2 separate regions of the Sus scrofa genome follow, and region 1 is linked to region 2. Evidence: chromatin contacts called from public HiChIP or PLAC-seq data. All regions are on one chromosome and are shown on one strand. Each heading gives the region's core, a stretch centred on a gene start, on an enhancer-like site or on the middle of the called end of the contact. The rest is flanking DNA. Distances are from core to core; before and after follow the strand shown. Region 1 holds the start of ERH (enhancer of rudimentary homolog (Drosophila)). Region 2 holds the start of DCAF5 (DDB1- and CUL4-associated factor 5).

The links. HiChIP or PLAC-seq counts read pairs in DNA pulled down with a chosen protein or histone mark.
Region 1: a contact with region 2 is called in an H3K27ac HiChIP or PLAC-seq map of alveolar macrophages. The contact joins the promoter of ERH here to the promoter of DCAF5 in region 2. A contact is called at or near these places in 1 of 5 promoter capture datasets (liver), 1 of 47 Hi-C or Micro-C datasets (liver) and 1 of 2 datasets of contacts at active chromatin or transcription factors (alveolar macrophages).

What each region holds. Positions count from the first base shown.
Region 1 is chr7:93,079,518-93,086,038 of Sscrofa11.1, forward strand. It overlaps ERH (enhancer of rudimentary homolog (Drosophila)), which reads right to left and starts at 4,433. Exons shown (of 4, transcript NM_001185163.1): 1 at 4,363-4,433; 2 at 2,141-2,228. The coding sequence starts at 4,365. SLC39A9 (zinc transporter ZIP9) reads left to right here and starts at 4,798. Exons shown (of 7, transcript XM_001926183.6): 1 at 4,798-5,621. The coding sequence starts at 5,526.
Region 2 is chr7:92,811,654-92,818,026 of Sscrofa11.1, forward strand. It overlaps DCAF5 (DDB1- and CUL4-associated factor 5), which reads right to left and starts at 1,644. Exons shown (of 9, transcript XM_021099398.1): 1 at 1,064-1,644. The coding sequence starts at 1,277.

The DNA of each region.
Region 1 (6,521 bases), core at 3,183-5,682, 270 kb after region 2:
AAAGCAAAAAGTATTAATATAAACTATGTACTTTAGTTAATAATGTATCAGTAGTGGTTCTACAATTGTAACAAACACACCACACTAATACAGGATATAAATAACAGGGAAAGCTAGGAGGGTGAGAAAGAAGCAGAGGTATGTGATAGAACTGTACTTTCTGACGGATTTTCATGTAAACCTGAAACTACTATAAAAAAATTGAAACCAAAGTTCCTGTCATATCTCAGTGGTTAACGAATCCAACTAGGAACCATGAGGTTGCAGGTTTGATCCCTGGCCTTGCTCAGTGGGTTAAGAGTCTGGCATTGCTGTGAGCTGTGGTGTAGGTCAAAGACACGGCTTGGATCCTCGTTGCTGTGGCTCTGGAGTAGGCCAGTGGCTACAGCTCCGACTAGACCCCTAGCCTGGGAACCTCCATATGCCGCGGCTGCAGCCTAAAAAGACAAAAAAAAAAAAGGAAACCATTCATTTAAAAAAATGATGCGGGAAGGGAAAGCTCTGTATTCCCGAGGAATATTAACTACTAAAACAATGAAAAATAAGGAAATAAGAAAATTACCATTTGGCTACCACCCTGTGAGAACTGATTCTAGTAACTCCTTTAACTTTTTTTGTTTTAGCTTTTGAGATGGAAAATAAACCACCATTTCTAATTAAAAAAAAAAAAAGCTATGGCCATCAAGCTACAAAATGAAGGGAAGTACCTTAAATACGTATTGCTAAGTGACAGAACCACCATTTGATCTAGCAATCCCACTCCTGGGCATCTACCCAGAAAAAACCACGACTCACAAAGACACATGTACCCCATTGTTCACTGCAGCACTATTTACGCATAGCCAAAACATGGAAACAACCTAAATGTCCATCGACAGAGGAGTGGATCAAGAAGATGTGGTACATATACACAATGGAATATTACTCAGCTATTAAAAAGAACGAAATACCAGCATTTTTTGCAACATGGATGCACCTAGAAACGATCATGCTAAGTGAAGTCAGCCATACAATGAGACACTAACATCCAATGCTGTCACTGACATGTGGAATCTGAAAAAAGGACAGACTGAACTTCTTTGCAGAACAGATGCTGACTCACAGACATTGAAAAACTTATGGTCTCCAGAGGAGACAGTTTGGGGGGTGGGGGGATATGCTTGGGTTGTGGGATGGAAATCCTGTGAAATCAGATTGTTATGATCATTATACAACTATAGATGTGATAAATTCATTTGAGTAATTAAGAAAATAAAAAAAGAAGAAATGAAGAATGGACAATTTATTAGAAAGGGTGCAGGGTGTGCACGAGTGGTTTACTTGATATAATGATTAAATGTAAGGATGAGGGAGTTCTCTGATGGCCCTACTGGGTTGAGGCTCCTGCACTCTCGCCAATGTGGCTCTGGTTGCTGCTGTGTCTAAGTTCAATCCCTGGCCCAGGAATTCCCACATACTGCCTCTGTGGCAAAAAAGAAAAAAAAGAACAACAACCAAAACCCAAGCGAGAACCTGAAGGGAACATCTGAAACATCTTTTTTGTCTGAACATCATCCATCTCCTCCTCAACTCCCATTTAATAAATAAATAAATAAATAAATAAATAAATGTAAGGATTAATCCAATTTGTGATGATCCAATTTATGTGATCTCATCTGAAAAGTTTATTGAAGGCTAATACTTCCCTTCAGGGTGGTGCCATCTTATCAAATACACAATAAATTATACTGATTAGGTTCTACTTGCCTTTATTCACTGAGCTAATTATTTCCTAACAACATTCTTATGGACTGTAATCAGCTTTTAACTATGTTTATTTGCTTATAAGCAGATTTGGTTCTGTAGGCACTCCTGCCTGCCTTAACAACTTTATAGTGCTTAGTTTATCCAGAATATATAAGTGATAGCTGTAAAATACTTCCATAATACAACAAAATAACAATACATAACAGAATTTTACAGAACAATCAGAGGCTTGGGAAAGACATTCATTATATACAAGAGCTTGATAAGACAGCATGCATAATTAATATTTCAAGTATTCAACAAACATGGTCCTAAATATCTACTTTCCCTGCTCGAATTAACACCTCAAGAAATCTGGAGGAAAAAACAAACCTAGGTCCTAAATGAGACTCACCTTCCATGCATTCATTTACAGATTCATAGTCAGCATAAGTTCTGCCTTCTGGCCTCTTGGTAGGCTGTACCAGCAAAATGGTGTGAGACTGCAGGGGGAAAAGTGATTTTAATGTAAGTTTCTAACTTATACTTGAGAAATTCTTAGTATGAGATAAAATCTGCAACATGACACAAATGATCATTGGTTATTAAGCTGGATTCACAACTCCTCTGCAAGGTCTCTTACTCTTAATGGTTGTTTTCTCAAACTGTTATTACACTTACTGTCTGTAAGTATTCAGCATTAGCTACCTTGTACTGTTTATTTTTTTTCTTTTGCATCTTTCTTCCCAGCTGGATTGAAAACTTACTTAGGTTTTCTATCTCCACTGGTCTCTTTCTATCTCTAGCTGTATTAAGTCCCTAATAAAAACTCCTTGTCGTGGTGCAGCAGAAACAAATCCAATTAGGAAGCATGAGGTTGTGGTTAGATCCCTGGCCTTGCTCAGTGGGTTAAGGATCCTGCATCGTGAGCTGTGGTGTAGGTCACAGACAGGCTTGGATCCTGAATGCTGTGGCCGGCAGTTGTAGCTCCAATTCGACCCCTAGGCCTAAGAACTTGAATATGCTGCAGGTATGGCTCTAAAAAGGAAAATTAAAACAAATAAATAAATAAAAATTAATATAACATCACCTTAGAAAATCCATTAAATTATTCATCTTGGAGATGACTCACCTTAAGGGGTGAGGGTTGATGTACTTTTATCTTTATTTATTTATTTATTTATTTAGTCTGTTTAGGACTGCAAGTGCAGCACATGGAAGTTCCCAGGCTAGGCTTCAAATCAGAGCTGTAGCTGCTGGCCTACGCCGCAGCCACAGCAACTCAGGATCTGAGCCACATCTGTGACCTACACCACAGCTCACAGCAATACGGGATCCTTAACCCACTGAGCGAGGCCAGGGATCAAACCTGAGTCCTCATGGATACTAATTGCTTCGCCCAAACTATCAAAAAAGAAAAAAGATGGGGGCAGAGAGAAGAAAAAGAAACTAAAGTTGTTCAGTAAGGGCAACAAAATTTAAGACTTCTGAACCAGTAACTGTTGACTTTAAATACAAACTCCAGTTTTTAATTCTACTCGGAATTAAAGAACTAATCATAGATATCTGCTCAATGCGAATGGGTTGTTACTAACTGCTGTCTTTTTCTCAGATTTAATCTAAGTATTTTAACACAACTGACCAAACAGTGACATAAAAGGAAGGAAACTCACTGAGATGAAATGACATACCCAAGGTCACATTATTATTTATAATAAACCAAGAATTGAAAACCCAGTCTTCTAATTCCTAGTCCTCCTTGGGAGACTATGTTGGGTCAAACACTGAAGTATCTCCATTCAGAGAAGTACATGAAAAAGTTCCTTGTTAATAACAGATGCATAATCTGTTAATAACTGTGGCAAACTGAAAACGAAAACTAAAGTATGGAAGTAATCATGATTCTTCAGAATCCCTGAGAGCATTTCCTTTTTGTGAATTACAAAACACACACACATAAGCAAAAGAAAACCCCAAAAAAACAAAACCGACCAAACAACACCCCCCGCCCCCATCCACTACACTACCGACCCAGGTTCTAAGCAACCTGGACCCTCAGCTCAACCTATCTTTTCAACTTCCAGCCCCAAAGAATATAAATAAGGATAAAAAGAGGATTGAAGGCTAAGGGAAGCACAAAACCAAGCATGTACATCTCAGAAAAGAGAAAAGGTTGCACGTATTTTCAAAAAGGCAGAGCACAGAAAACAAAGGGAATAGCTGAGCACGCTGCAAAGACGATTCCTCCTGGCCCACACTTTGGGTGCTGTAAGCTTGGGGAGAGACAGGATTGTCAGACATCTCTCGCCCATTGTTCCTACAGTAAGATAGAGCGTTTGCAGAGACAGGTCAGCATCCCAACGCCGGGTTCTACCAAGCAGCAATAGGGAGAAAGCGCATCCTCCGCACCGCACGCCTTGCCGGAGCCATCAGGCTGGCGCGCAACCGCAGGGCGGACCGGGGCTCAGCGGCCTAGTGCCAGGCCCAGCGTTTCCGCGGCGGGAAGGGGAAGGATCGATCTACAGGCTGGAGAGCCGAGCAATAGCATGCGCGCGCTAGACCGCGTTGGGAGAAGATGTACGAGCAGGGGTCGCCCCAGAGGTTGGGGGCTCGGGGAGCCGCTTAGGCCTTTCTCACCATCGCGCCGATCCCTTTTCCTGCAGCCGCTGCCGACACTGCTGCAGCACACGAGCTTAGCCGCAACGCCGCCAACAGCCAATCCCCGCGAGAGGAGCCGCCGGAAGTCGTCAGAAGGGCACCGCGAAAGAACCTTTTGAACCATAGAGGCTCCTTTATTTCCGGCAGCTAGAGCAGATGTTGACTCTGTTTCAGCCATTTTGAATAAGGGCGACGAGACATAGAGAGAATGTATCGGAACTTAAAAAAAATCATATTTCTTTCCAAGAATCTGTCTTCCTCGCTTTCGCTGTAAGACATGAGGCTACAGTGATCATCGGTTTAAACAGTTACACAAGTCATTTTTTCAATGGCCCTACTCAAAAATGGCGGCAATATAAGAATCCCGGGGCATAGGTCGGTTGCAACCCGGAAGTACCCTTCTAAAGGAGGGGGCAGTAAGGCAATCCGGAAGTGGATGTAAAGAAGAGATGCCACTTGGCGGCCATGGCAGCTGTAGTACTGGTGGCTCCGGGTCAAGGCCCAGCAGAGTGGAGTAACATGGGTAGCACTGGGTATAGGGCAGAGACAGCTTTGTATCAGCTTCCCTGCTGAGCCCCTACGACCAATCGTTAGAGACCTGCAGGACTCCTTTCCTCATCCTAGACTCGGAGAGGAGTTTGCTGGGATTGGTGGGCTGGTCCCAGACCTGGAGGAATCACCGGCGGGGCTGCTCCAGGGAGATAGGGGCGCCCGGAGAACAAACATCTTCGCTTGGATTTTTCCTTTTGTTGCTGCCGCCCGGAACGTTGTGGAGGAAGTAGGCCTGTTATGCTACCCTTATAACAATGATTGAATAACTCGCTCATTCGCATATTTTCCCCCTGGACTTTTCTCATCTGTTAACCCACGAGAATCCAGTGACTGATATCTGAAAACTTAGGGGCTGCGACCTAAGATTGCTCAAAGTTCTCTCTGGTGCTAGTATCAACAAAAAGGGAGTGTTTCCAGGTACCTTCAAGAGAACAGTGCCTCGTGAACATATCTGCTGGTGGGGAGGACAAAAGAACTGGGAAGTCTACTTGTTCTGCTGAAACAACCACACGCGTTTAAGAACCTAAGTACCCTTTGAGACCACCGAAAATTTGTACTCTGGTGGTGGTGAGTGAATAAAGGAGGGCAGAATGGATGATTTCATCTCTATTAGTCTGCTGTCTCTGGCTATGTTGGTGGGATGTTACGTGGCTGGAATCATTCCTTTGGCTGTTAATTTCTCAGAGGTAAGAAATTCTCAATTTTCTGTCAGCTGTCAGCATGGCTGCTAGGAAGTAGTCATAGTTGTAAAGGGAAGCTGCTTCCCCTGTTGATATTAGAGCTGAAGGTTTTATATATCTCTCCAAAGATGCGTGATATTTAATAACAACCTCACATTCAGCACTAGTGTTCTTTAACCAGAGGTGGGTGGATCCACTGAAGATCCTGGAATACTCTGAACGCCCTGAAATTGAATACAAAAATTTGAGGCTCTGTGCATTTTCTGGGAGAGAGGCACCATAGCATTCTTTTGATACTCAGAAGTTCCAAAGAATCAAGATTCCAGCTTGCTATAAATGAAGAACTTTATTTGTCCATGTGAGTTGAAATCAATATTAACTTCTCTCTGTGAGAATATTAAGCATACTTTTTTGGGGAAAGGGTTTTTTTCTTTTGGACAGCTGTAATTAGAATGAAGTAAGAAACCAAACTGAATTAGATTGGTTGGTTTTTTTTGTCTCTCTTTTTTTTTTTTTTTTGCCTTTTCTTGGGCTGCTCCCACGGCATACGGAGGTTCCCAGGCTAGGGGTTGAATCAGAGCTATAGCCACCGGCCTACGCCAGAGCCACGGCAACGCGGGATCCAAGCCGCTTCTGCAGTCTACACCACAGCTCATGGCAATGCCGGATCCTTAACCCACTGAGCAAGGCCAGAGATCGAACCCGCAACCTCATGGTTCCCAGTCGGATTCGTTAACCACTGCGCCACGACAGAACTCCAAAATTAGATTGTTCTTAATTCACATTTCCTTTTCAGAAGGAGACATTGGAATGGATATTTGAAGCTGTTTTCAAATCTGTTTGCTTAGAAATGAATTTTGTGTTGATATGGTTTGACATTTTGCTTAACTTGTTTGGTTATTTGTC
Region 2 (6,373 bases), core at 394-2,893:
CAGCGTACCCCATCCCCATTCGCCCGCCCTGGGCCCACGACCCCTGGGAGGAGCGCGGCAGCAGCGAGCGCCCCCACGGGCGGCAGGCGCACCTCCCCCGGGGCAGCTGTCGCCGCCACCCGCTCGGCCCCGGCCTCCCCGGGAGCAATAGGCTATCGATTCAGCTGCCTGTCGCTAGGCGCCCCGGGAGAGCGAGGCCTACACCGCTCGGCCGGAGCCCCGGCCTCGATTTCGCCACTTTCCCCACACCGGAGGGGGAGCCCGGGGGCAACCAAGGCCAGCTAGGCGGGAGGGAGGAGGTGCGGAGACCACCTGCAACGGCAGGCGCGGGAAAGGGGGTGCAGGAGCCGGGCTCCCGCCAACAAGTCTCCCGGGGTCTCCCACCCCCCACCCCTGGCTCACAAGTTGCGCATTTAAGTTCAGACCAGTGGCCCCTTGGCCTCCAGAGCCCTCGGCACTCCCGAATCATAAGAAAAACACGACACGGAAGAGGCCACCCCAGACCCCGAGGAGATGGAGCCGGGCCCCTGAGGGGCCCGTCACCTCCCCTCCACTCACCCCTCCAGCGGCCGGCCCTGTCACCGCCCGGACCCAAGGCCCCTTGCCCGGACGCCGGCGACAGAGGCTCGAGCTTCCCCCCCCCCGCCGCCTCCGGCGCCTCGGCCTCCTCCCCTCTAAATCGTCCAAATGCCCCCCGCACCTTTTAAAGTACACGGAGGAAGAGTTTCCCATCAAACTTTGTCAAGCAGTAACCTCGCCCCCCTCCCCGACCCACACTTTCAGGGCAGTCACCAGGAGAGAGCACTTTACACTTGGGATAAGGCGAATTAAGGACCTGTCAACCATTTTAGGTCTTTTATTTTATAGAAGACATCCTCTCCTTCCCCTCCCTCCCTCTCTCCCCGTGCCAAGGTTTAATCTGACACCCAACCTTCCCACCGCCGAAAAGGGGGGGGGTTGAGGAGGGAGGGGGTGGGGACGGAGGGCAGGAGGAGGGTAGCGAGGGAGAGCGGAAAAGGGAGGTTGGAAGGGGGCCGCAGGGAGGGGAAGGGGGTTGATTTACCTGAGACCAGCCACTGGCCTCCATTGTTGGAGAATTCAATGGCATTGACACAGCCGAAGTGGCCGAGGAGGTCCTTCTTGTAGAGGTTTCTGCAGCCTCGCAGGCGTCTCCTCTGAAAGTCCTGAGTGAGCAGGGGGTCCCCATGCAAGCCCCGCTGGGACAAGAAGCCCACCACTGACCTCATGCTGCCCCCCAGGCCAGCTCTCCTCTTCATGCTGGAACCGCCGCCGCCGCCGCTCGCGCCGCCGCCCCTCCCTCGGCCTCACGCGCGGCCGCCGCTCTCCCCCCACCCGGCCCTCCCCCCGCGCTGCGATCCGGATGGTTCTTTAACCAGCCATAGCAGACGGAGCGAGGTGTGCAGACACTCGGTGGCGTTCGCGGCTTCCTGACGGTCCCCTCCCTCCCCTTCCCCCTCCTAGGCTCCTCCTTCTCCTTCTCCGCCCCCTCCAGCAGCTGATCCTCAGCTGCGGCCGCGCTTCCGCGATGCGCGCGGCCCTTCCGCCGGCCGCGGGGGCCGGGAGAATGCGGGTGGCAGCGGCCCCTCCCCCGCCGCGGGCTCCAGGCGGGAAGGACGCGGGCTGCTGGCCTCGAGGCGGCGGGCGGCGGCTCGGCTGTCCCCGCGCCGCAGCTCCTCCCGGCGCGAGGACCCGAGTCGCGCAGGGCGGAGGCCCGGCTGCACCCCCTGAGCGTTGCACTCTGTGAAGTTGGAGGCGCGCAACAATCAAAGTGGCCACGGGGCTGCGGGCTCGCCTTACTCCCCAGGCGGCCGGCGGTCCGTCGCCTCCCGGAGGCCCAGCGTCGGGGCGAGTGCGGCTCCCCGCGCTTTTTTTCGGTCCGGAAAATGCAGCCCGAGGTGGCAGAGAGGTGGAGGGAGGACTGCGGGCACAGGCTCCGATCGTCCTCCCTCAGTTCACCTCTTCCTGGGGCCGCCCGAGCCCTGCCCACGGGAAGGGAACCAGGAGTTAGGACTGGACTCTTGGGGTAAGGTTGCTTGGGGTTCCCCAAAGAAATTTTTAACACTACCCCTCCCCCTATTCAGTTCTCTAATAATTTTCCCTTCCTCCAGCCATTCAGTGAAAAAGGCTAAACCGGGTTCCCTCTGGTAGATGATAAAGTGGTATCAGAGAAAGAGAGGGGGCGGGGAAGGAATTCTTAAGAACTGAGAAGAAAATTGCCCAAAACCGAGTTGAGAAGGCTCACCTGCAAGACATAAGACACATTATTCAAAAATAGCAATTTATGTTATTTAATTGGATGCGGTGAGCTCCCCTTCAAGGTCTTGAGTGTAGAGCTCAGAAGCTGAACAGCTGTTAACCAGCAGCTGCATTCCAGGCCCGAAGTAGCTGCACGTCAATAGGCCAGGAGCCTCCGCGTTCCCCCCCTAGTGAGGAGATTGGGTGTTAAGTGCTTTGGAATTCTACTAGGTACAGTAAAAAATCCCCTTGTCAGTGTATTTTTCCCAGAAGCTATCCTCTGTCATTAAACGGTAATAGACTACTAGAATAGGCGGTTGTCAGTTTTGCCCTTTCAATTTAGCAGGAATTGCATCCTCTGTCAGAGAGAGCACATGAACAGTCAGGTATACGCACCGTGAAAGAGGGGCCATGAAGAGGACCCCCATCAAGCAAAATGAGCTACTTCTACTTTTTGTACAAGGACAATGATAAGATGAATCATACTCATAACAAAAATGCAAGTAAAATGTTTGATTTAAAAATCAACATTATAACAAATGTTGCCAAACATCACAGAAATTCCCTAAATTCCAGAAAGTGTGGTTTTAATGGAATATTTCCCTAAACAGGAAAATATGTAATACTTTCCCTTAAAAATTTTAATTTTCAGGATGCTTCGTAGTGTTTATTCATTATAACAGCACCATAAAGATCAGTAGTGGTATACCAGCCAAATTATAATCAATGTCTTTTCATCCTAGCAACCAATGTCTCTTCTTCACAGCAATGTCATAATGTCATGGTCTGTATGTAATTAAACATATCATTATATAGGTATGTTCCGCCATTCTGCTGTTAAGCTCTCTGAGAGCAGGGACCATGCCTGTTCTGCTCATGGATTTATATCCAGAGCTAGCACATACTGAAACTGAGTAGCCACTTAAATATTGCAGAGACAGGGGAGGGTGTTTGTTTTTTAGGGCCATATGGGGCAGCATGTGAAAGTTCCCAGGCTAGGGGTTGAATCGGAATATCCACTGGCCTACGCCACAGCCACAGCAGCACGGGATCCGAGCCTCCTCTGTGACCTACACCATAGCTCTCAGCAACACCAGATCCTGAACCCACTGAGCTGAGCGGGGCCAGGGATCAAACCTTCATCCTCTTGGATGCTAGTAAGATTCGTTTCTGCTGAGCCACAACGGGCACTCCCCTAAATATTTGTTGACTACATAAATGAAATCAGGTAGAGAGGAAGAATTTGGAGGGGAAGGAATAACTTCAGTTTCAAATGTTGAGTTTGAGGTGTCTGTACTTCATTCCAGGGGAGAGGACTTTAAAGCCAGTTTCCCATCTCTCTGTTCCTTTGCTTGACCTAATCAATCCACACATTCAAAAACAAGGAGCCCTCTGGCTCCTTCTGATCCAAAGAGCCTCATTTATACCTACTTTATTTTGCCGGGGTGAGGGAGATGTTTACAGTAAGGATGTGGTTGAAGTGGCCTTTACTGTGGCCATATGTGACACCCTCCTCACTCAAGCACATCTCTTCTCTACAATTTTAAATATGACTTGCTTTTTCCCAATTCCTGGAATAAGTGTCCCATTTACCTCAGCCTAAAAATAGAGTAGGATCTGGTAAGAAGCCAGCCCAATTCTAAGACCTTGCTGGAAACGTCCTTAACTATTCAGTGACCAGCCAGGACAAAACCGTAGGGACTGCTCTGTCAGGTACTATACTACTGCTAGTTTCGGCAGCTTTTTGTAAGGAGCGTGCATAAAATCTCTCCGATTTCTATAATTTGAATTTCCAGGTAAGGTGAAGGATGCGCGGTTCTATATGAATTTCAGATGAACAAAGAATAATTATTTTAGCATAATTATGTCCCATACTTGTAATATTTGGGGTATACTTATCCTGACATTATTATTCATTGTTTAGCTGAAATTCAGATTTATTCGGGCACCATGTATTTTTATTTGCTAAATCTGGCAACCATACCTGATATATTTTTGCTGTGATTATGAATTTAACATGGTCCTTTGTGTCATTTATTGCAAACTAATGATATTGTGCATAACTAGATAACACAAACCATTTAATCAGCTCCAAAGACCATAAGAGCTTGGCTTTTTTAATATAAGCATTTATAGTAAAAAGGCCAGTGTAATTAACTTAAAAGTAGCAAATGAAATTTGACTCAGTAATTTATCTGTACATAGAATGTGTGGAAAAAGAGGGAGAAAAGTGAAAAATTCATATTTTTTCTAATTAGGCCCAGAAACTTATGTATATTAACATTTGTACTTAGAAAGCCTTGAAACACTATTTTGAAAATTCATTCTGGAACTAACTGCTATGGCACAGTGGGCTAAGAATCCAACTGGAGCAGTTCAGGCTGCTGCAGAGGCTTGGATTCACTTCCTGGCCTGAGAATTTCCATATACTGTGGGTGCAGCCATTAAAAAAAAGAAGAGGACGGAGTTCCCGTTGTGGCTTAGTGGTTAACAATACGACTAGGAACCATGAGGTTTCGGGTTCCATGCCTCGATCACTGGGTTAAGGATCCGGCATTGCCGTGAGCTGCGGTGTAGGTAGAAGAAAGCGGCTCAGATTTGGCATTGCTGTGGCTGTGGTGTAGGCTGGCGGCTACAGCTCTGATTAGACCCCTAGCCTGGGAGCCTCCATATGCCGTGCATGTGGCCCTAGAAAAGACAAAAAGACCAAAAAAAAAAAAAAAAGAAGAAGAAGAAGACGTGGCCCAACAGAAACAAATCTGACTAGGAACCGTGAGGTTACGGGTTCAATCCCTGGCCTTGCTCAGTTAAGGAGCCGGCGTTGCCATAAGCTGTGGTGTAGGTCAAAGATACGGCTCAGATCTGATGTAGCTGTGGCTACGGTATAGGCCAGCAGCTATAGGTCCTGTTCTACCCCTAGCCTGGGAACCTCCATGTGCCTCGGGTGCAGCCCTAAAAAGCAAAAACAAAGCAAAAGAAGAAGAAGAAAGACATTTGTTCTTTGATTTTTATTTTGTTTGGCCCTGATAAAGAATCTTTAAAAACTGACTAGATGCTAAGGAACTGCTCAAATATTAGAAACCGTTTGTTTAAAAAAAAACTGAGAAAGAAGTTCCCGTTGTGGCTCAGTGTTTAACGAATCCGACTAGGAACCATGAGGTTGCAGGTTCAATCCCTGGCTTCACTCAGTGGGTTAAAGATCCGGCATTGCCGTAAGCTGTGGTGTAGGTGGAAGACGTGGCTCAGATCCCGCGTCGTTGTGGCTCTGGCCAGCGGCTACAGCTCTGATTCGACCCCTAGCCTGGGAACCTCCATATGCCATGCATGTGGCCATAGAAAAGGCAAAAAGACCAAAAAAAAAAAAAAGATATATCCCATTGTTGTAGCATGTATCAGTACTTCATTCTTTTTTTAGACCAAACTATATTCTGTTATATTTATAATACCGCATTTTGATTATCCCTTCATTAGTTGATAGGCATTTGGGCTATTTCCACTTTTTGAGTATTATGAATCCTACTTTTAACATCTGTGTATGAGTTTTTGTGTGGTCATGTGTTTTCATTTGATAACCTATGATTAACTTTGCAAGGAACTTCCAAACTACTTTCCAAAACAGCTGACAATTTTATATTCCCACCAACAGTGTATGAAGGTTCCAGTTTTTCCATATCCTTGTCCATCCCTGTTATTGTCCATCTTTTTATTATAGTCATACAAGTGCGTGAAATGGCTTCTCATCGCAATTCCGTGATGACCTTTGATGTTTGAGCATCTTTTCATGTGCTTATTGGCCATTTATAATCTTCTTTGGAGAAATCTATTCAGATCCTTTGCCTATTTTTACTTTTTTGTTTTTGTTTTTGTCTTTTTAGGACCAGCGCCCACCGCATATGGAGGCTCCCAGGCTAGGGGTTGAATCAGAGCTGTACCTGCCAGCCTACACCACAGCAATGCCGAGCCGCATTTGCGACTTACACAACAGCTCATGGCAATGCCAGATTCTTTTTTTTTTTTTTTTTTTTTTTTGTCTTTTTGCCATTTCTTGGGCCGCTCTCGCGGCATATGGAGGTTCCCAGGCTAGGGGTCTAATCGGAGCTGTAGCCACTGGCCTACG